Linked DNA regions of Zea mays: region 2 is linked to region 1. Evidence: chromatin contacts called from public Hi-C data. All regions are on one chromosome and are shown on one strand. The core of a region is the stretch at or near the end of the contact, and the rest is flanking DNA. Distances in the headings are between cores, read along the strand shown.

What was found. Hi-C and Micro-C count contacts between places; a contact is called where the count stands out from the background.
Region 2: a Hi-C map of bundle sheath shows a contact between it and region 1, with 6 times the contacts expected there. The contact joins the enhancer-like site here to the promoter of LOC109939235 in region 1. A contact is called at or near these places in 12 of 25 Hi-C or Micro-C datasets (bundle sheath, ear, endosperm and 5 more).

The regions. Positions count from the first base shown.
Region 1 is chr4:151,491,856-151,495,113 of Zm-B73-REFERENCE-NAM-5.0, forward strand. It overlaps LOC109939235 (ethylene-responsive transcription factor ERF053), which reads right to left and starts at 1,783. Exons shown (of 1, transcript XM_020552642.2): 1 at 1-1,783. The coding sequence starts at 344. It also overlaps LOC103653830.
Region 2 is chr4:151,548,091-151,551,188 of Zm-B73-REFERENCE-NAM-5.0, forward strand. No RefSeq gene overlaps it. Among protein-coding and RNA genes, the nearest start is that of LOC109939235, 56 kb to the left of the region's middle. Within about 2 kb of position 1,676, at least 19 of the 20 cell types and tissues checked have an H3K27ac peak or open chromatin away from gene starts, as enhancers often do. A contact at or near this core is called in bundle sheath, ear, endosperm and 4 more, where this site is marked.

The sequences.
Region 1 (3,258 bases), core at 533-3,032:
TCGCTGGAGTACTGCAGTAGCGGCAGGAGCCGTGGCGATCCGGCTGTCGACGCCTCCGGAGCAAGAAATATTTGTCGGGCCGATGGCAGCGGCGTGGGGTTGAAAGCAGAGGACGAGTCAGGGGAAGGAGGAGCCGGCGAGAGCGAGGACAGGGAGCGGTTGAGGCGGCGGTCCGGGCTGCGGATCTTCTTCAGGGGCCGGAGCAATGCGGCCGCCGGCGCGTCTTCTAAAACTGGCGCCAGCTGCCTCCCCGCGGCGGAGCCCGAGCTCACGCCCTTCCCCTTCCAGCTCCTCCCGCGGCCGCGGCCGCGGCCGCCACCGCCGTCCCCGCCCACCGGCTCCATCCCTGCCCTCTTCCAACGTGCCGAGCTGCAATCTCTGTGTGTGTGTGTGTGTCTATGTGGAGTGTCGTGCTGTCCCGCCCGGCCGCCCGCTGCGAACTGCACCGAGGAGCTTGAAGCCGCGCGTGGGAAAACCGGGAGCGAGGCAGCGGCTTCGCCAAGGAAGCGGGGAGCGGGCGGGCGACCGACCGGTCGTGCGTGCGCCAGCCAATGGGGCGCGCGGTTCTGATTCGGAGGAGGCGGGGCTCGCGCGTTTATAAAGGTCGCGTGCTCGCGAGCACCGGGCCAAAAAAGGCGGGGGCCGATTTTTTGCTGCTCGCCGGGGGGAAGAGGAAAATAAAAAGGAGGACGACGCCGTTGTGTGTGGCGGGGACGAGATCGTGGTCGGTGGGTCGGGCCCCACGCGCATTGACCCTGGGCATGGGCATGGAACGAACCACTGACTCGCTTGTGCGTCCCGCGGAAGTCGTCGTCGCATACGGTTTTGTTCTCGTTCTCAGTTGTTTTAGCGCATGCGGCATGCTACGAGCTGGACTGGGCTTTCGCGGACTCGCAACAAATTTGACGGTACGACCCGTTCAATCATCAGGCACTGGGAACGTAGTGCCCGTGTTTGTTTATTTATATACCAATGAGAAGGAAGCACATGTGTAGCTATAGTTCGGAGATCACATGGCGCGGCCGTACGTATGTGTGCACGGTTTAATTTGGGTTATCTAGGAGGAGCTGCGTATGCCGAAAGGCCGGGGGAGTGGGATGAGGACCAGCTTAATTACCGCCTGAGTTCGTTTACGCAAAGTTCTGTCTTTAATTAGAGTTCACAAGGCTGGACGATCGACTCTTATATTGCTTGTAATTAAGTCTCCCTTCTGGCCAACAGTTTAATTGGGACCTTGTCCTATCTTAGGAACCACCCACATAGTACGTACGTACGCCGTCGTTTTGTGTGTGCTGCCTTAATTTGTATAATTTGTGAACCAACAGAAAAGGAACCGAGTGTCGCCAAATGTCTCCTTTTTGATGTGCATAGGTTAGCTTAATTTGGTGCTGAGAGGATAACTAACTACGAGCTGCACCGCTGACAGTTACGTTTAGAACGATGCATCGATCGAACAACCCGCGCATAGTAGAATAATTTGCTGCACCGTACCACTCATTAGCGCCGGCGCAGTTAATTAGCAGCTGGAAGGGATGTCGATCGCTTCCGTGGAAGTGCCGGCACTGTTGTTTATTCCGCCACCACTTGGATCAGATCCTAGGTACCCTGCTGTGCCGCCCCCTCTCACCTGGACGGCTACCTTTCTCCTGGAATGGAACATCGATTCATTCGTATCCACACGAATCTTAATTAACGACGGCACTCTGTTCAGTTCGATCATCTACCACAAATGAAGCTAGCATCTGTTCGTGCAGCGTCGTACACGTCAGCGCATATCTAAATTACTGTCGAGTTAGACTATCCGCAGCGCCTGCTGCACGAAGCCCCCTTCCCTTAGCCCTCTAGCATGCATGGTGGCTACAGGGAGCCCGCGTTACCGCAGCGGCGCCCCCTGCCAGGCACCCTATGGGGAGGTCTGCTTCTCTCTCTCGTTCTAGCGTGCATGCAGTTGCCCTCTAAATACTATTCACGTGTGCTCACTTCCAATTGTTAGTAGATGAAAATTTATAGTAGATGAAAAGTATGTATAGAAAATGATATTTTATAGTTGTAGTGGGATATAGGGGGAGTATTTAGGGGGAACCGCTGCGGGAGATGAAAAAATAGGGGGTGAAATGTTGATAATGTGACGTAAAAAAGTGATATAGATGAAGAAATTTAGGGAGAACCGCTGCGGATAGCCTTAGCTACTGCTACTGCCTGCTGGTAGCATTTTAGCAGGGCCCTATGCTGATATATGCATACGCGCGCAGCTACAAACGCAATTGTTGTCAGATATATACTAGTGTTTAGCGCGCTCCTGGGCGCGCGTGACCATATATGGCTTAAGGATTTGGTGTGAGTACCCAGATATGTAAAACAAATTTAAACATGATATGAGTATACAATGCGTATGCAAGAAACCAAAATATAAGTAGATAATATTGTTTTTCCCTAATAGTTGATACCAGTTGTAGAGTGAATTTAGACTACAATACATACTAAGTAGCATTCAACCACCATACATCAACACTTAGCAACAGTGTGCTTCCAGGTGTTAAGTCAATATGTAGTCTTCTCTAAGGTCATTGCAAGAACTGTTTGCATATTAAACAAATTAATTTCTATGCAAAATTATAGGCAGTTGTATTAGCAGGGAAAGCAAATAACATACACACAAGCCGTCATGAACCATTTTTTCTCTCTCGAAAAAATGCAGGAGAGCTGCACATCTTTGTAATAAGAAGAGGGGAATTTAAGATCCAAGAGGACCAGTACAAAAACCACCCTATGGTATGACCAAAAGAGGTCAAGGGAGCAAGTAGAATGTTCAATAAACACATGGTAGATGGTCTCTGTGAGCTAAGCCATAGTTTGTAGGCAGTTGAATTAGTAGGGAAAGACATATGAAACATGATAGAAGATCCATTTGCAATATTGTAGGCAATTGAATTAGTAGGGAAGACATATAGAACATTGCAGAAGAACCATCATTCTCATATGGAACAAATTGATTTGTACGCAAATTTGTAGGGAAGGCAAAATGTAATTACCTCCTTGGATAGATGGTGGGTAGATGATAATTCTTGCGCGTACCGGTATCACCAAGAAAGGACAAGATTGCTGATACAAACAATTGGCAAGTACAATATTAATCCCATCTAGAAAACATAATGATAACACTCATATTCTTTTAATGAAAACATAATGCTTATACTCCTATTCTTCTGATGAATTCTACAAAATATAAAGCAAGCTATTTTGAAGCAGGAGCTGTAG
Region 2 (3,098 bases), core at 426-2,925, 56 kb after region 1:
GACTGGAGGGGGCGAGCTGCAGGAAAATAAAAAAAACTGTAGGGCTAGGGCGAGCTCACCATGGGGAGAAGATGGAGAGGGGATGGAGGACTCCCTGCTGCAGGCGCCATAAACAGAGGCAGGAAGCTTGCGTGAGGGAGATGAAGAGATGGAGGAGAGGAGTCCATGGGAGGAGAAACAGCAACCTGCTCCCAGGCGTGACTTCAACGAGGACCGAGCGCAGGGGCACGACAGGGCTGAGGGCGATCTCGACGAGCACCAAGGGTGAGGTGGCGGCGGCACCCGCCACAGCTGAGGGAGGGGGCGAGCTGCAGGAAAATAAAAAAAACTGTAGGGCTAGGGCGAGCTCACCATGGGGAGAAGATGGAGAGGGGATGGAGGACTCCCTGCTGCAGGCGCCATAAACAGAGGGAGGAAGCTTGCGTGAGGGAGATGAAGAGATGGAGGAGAGGAGTCCATGGGAGGAGAAACAGCAACCTGCTCCCAGGCGTGACTTCAACGAGGACCGAGCGCAGGGGCACGACAGGGCTGAGGGCGATCTCGACGAGCACCAAGGGTGAGGTGGCGGCGGCACCCGCCACGGCTGAGGGAGGGGGCGGCCATGGGAGAAGTGACGGCGGCTGCGCACGTGGAATAGGGTTTGGTTTGTTTAGTAGGCCTTTAGATGGGCTTTGGTGAGTAAATAAGAAACACAAAAATCACGTACCACTATAGCGACCCACCATCAGTCACACACTTACCTTTATAGCGTCCGACCATAAGTCGTTAAATTTCTAGACTTTTAGCGACCCACAGACCGTCGCTATAAACGCATTTAGCGACCAACCGTCGGTTCATAACTTTTAGCGACCAACCGTCGGTCCCTAATAAGGATCGCTAAAGATCAACCGTCGTGTAGTGAGGCTTCTGGTAGTTTCCCTCAAAGTTACCTGCTGGCTGCTAGCTGGTAACTCTTGTATAGTTATATTTCCGTTTGATAAATAAATGGAAATAAGGGTTTGGCCTTAAGTTTAAAAAATGACTATAACGACTAGATAAAGAGAGTTTCCTTAAAAAAATTTATTAAAGAGTGCACAACTAGTAGTACGTACTCGCTGCAGCCAGCAGTGCAGCCGAGGCCGAGCACGTACACTGAACAGTATATATACTACAGGTGCAAATAAAATAGAAAGCGATGCACGTAAATGAAGTACTCCACCGTACGTGAAACATGTTTGTTTCCCCGAATTCGACACTGCTTGCTTGGTCACGCCTTTTTGGGCGCGCCACGCTCGGTGACAAATATCCGGAGAGCTCATCCCGTGGTCCGTCCGTCTCAGCACGCCCTCGCTTTCGGCACGCGCGCATGATCCGGAAACGGCACGGCACCCGGCGCGCCATGCATTATTCTATTCTAACCAAGAGTCCACGACACAGCAGGCCCGCCACCGCCGCCCGGCGACCACCACGTGACGATGTGCCGCCGCCCAGCCCCACCCACCCACCGCCGCACCCTCTCCAAACTCCCCTGATCGCGACGACGACGACGCGGACGGACGGGGTCGTCCGCTCGAGCTCGACTCGAGAGGGTGGGGGCCGCGGGCTGACTTCCGCGTCGGACGTGATGGCGCGGCGCGGCGGAGAGCGGAGACTTTTCCCCGACGTCAAGCATCACAGCCCGCGGGCCGCGTGGCGGGTCGACACGTGCATGCGCACCTGTACACGCTACGTACTCGCTAATTAATCATGTCGACCCACCCTGCCGTGCCAACTGGCACGCAAAGTGAAAGTTTGGAAGAGGCTGTGACTGTGATGTGCTGGTGGCGACGATGATGTCTACCGCGAGCACCAGCATCCCCGTGAAGAAGGAAAAAAAAGGGCATCAACTGCTACAGCAGCAGCAGCACTCCGTCAAGCGTTCGATGGATCGCTAGCTCGCTCTAGCTACTCGCCGGCTGGCTAGGGGCTAGCTAGCTAGTGCGCGAACTATCCGGCCGGGTTCCAGAAAGTTCCATGCCGATGGCCGAAAGGGGTTCCCTACTAGATAATCTCGTCACAGACAGAACAGATCCATTATTCCCTGTCCCTGGCTACTACCGTGGTCAAAAAAGGTACAGAATTCAGGTCGTAGAACGTGCGGGCGCATCGCATCGCAATATTGCATAAGCAGACCAGTGGATGGAATTGAATATTCTTTTTTGTTTGTTTGTTTGAGCCAAGTCATTAGTCACGCCCGTACAAAGTTTATTACCTTTATACATGTACGTAATTGGAAATACAGTCTCTAGAAATCGTGTAACAATTCTGCTGTTCGGACACGACGAACATTAAAACGTACGTACCATACATTTCCTATCCTCCTTCGTATGTCTAGAATTAAAGATGAACTAGAAGCAAAAGAACAAGTTATTCGGTTCTAGAACAAACGGATGTTAATTACTTGTCGGTTCAAAATAAAGTACAAAAAAATAGAGGTATGTGATTTACCAACTTTCAAACGTATATATAATCGTGTGTTGCATTCAAAACCCACAAGATGAATTACTTAAATGAAACTGAACATCTGCCTACTTTTGGTTAAGATATCATCACAATTACCAAAATATAACTATTTGTTCTTGTTTTAGCATGGGAGACGATAAAAATCAGTTCACGGTAGAATATATCAATCCAGCACCCCCCCTAATTAAATTAGTGGCGTTTAGATCCCTTCGTTTTGGAGGAATTAGAATATGCTTAGGTCTCCTTTGGATTAAGGGGAAAAAATCTGTTTCCTGTGTTTTTTTCTGTGAAAATGAACTGAATGCTGTGAAATTTCTATATGATTCTTGTGAAATCTCTGCGTTTCAAATGAGGCCTTAATAGAGTCGGCTATTTGGCTTGGGATTTGATATTTCACCGCTTTCGAAAGTTCAAATTTATAGGGTTGAGGGATGGAAATTGGTTTTTTATGTGTCTCTATATACCATGTTTCTATGCTACGTTTCTGCTCTGCAATTTATAACATGTTCTTCGACTCACTCTCCTATACTAGAAATGTAGTACATAGACATCTCTCCCATATGGGAGCCATAACACGCTAATATTTTCCGCATAAAATTATGTTAGCTTAATTGATA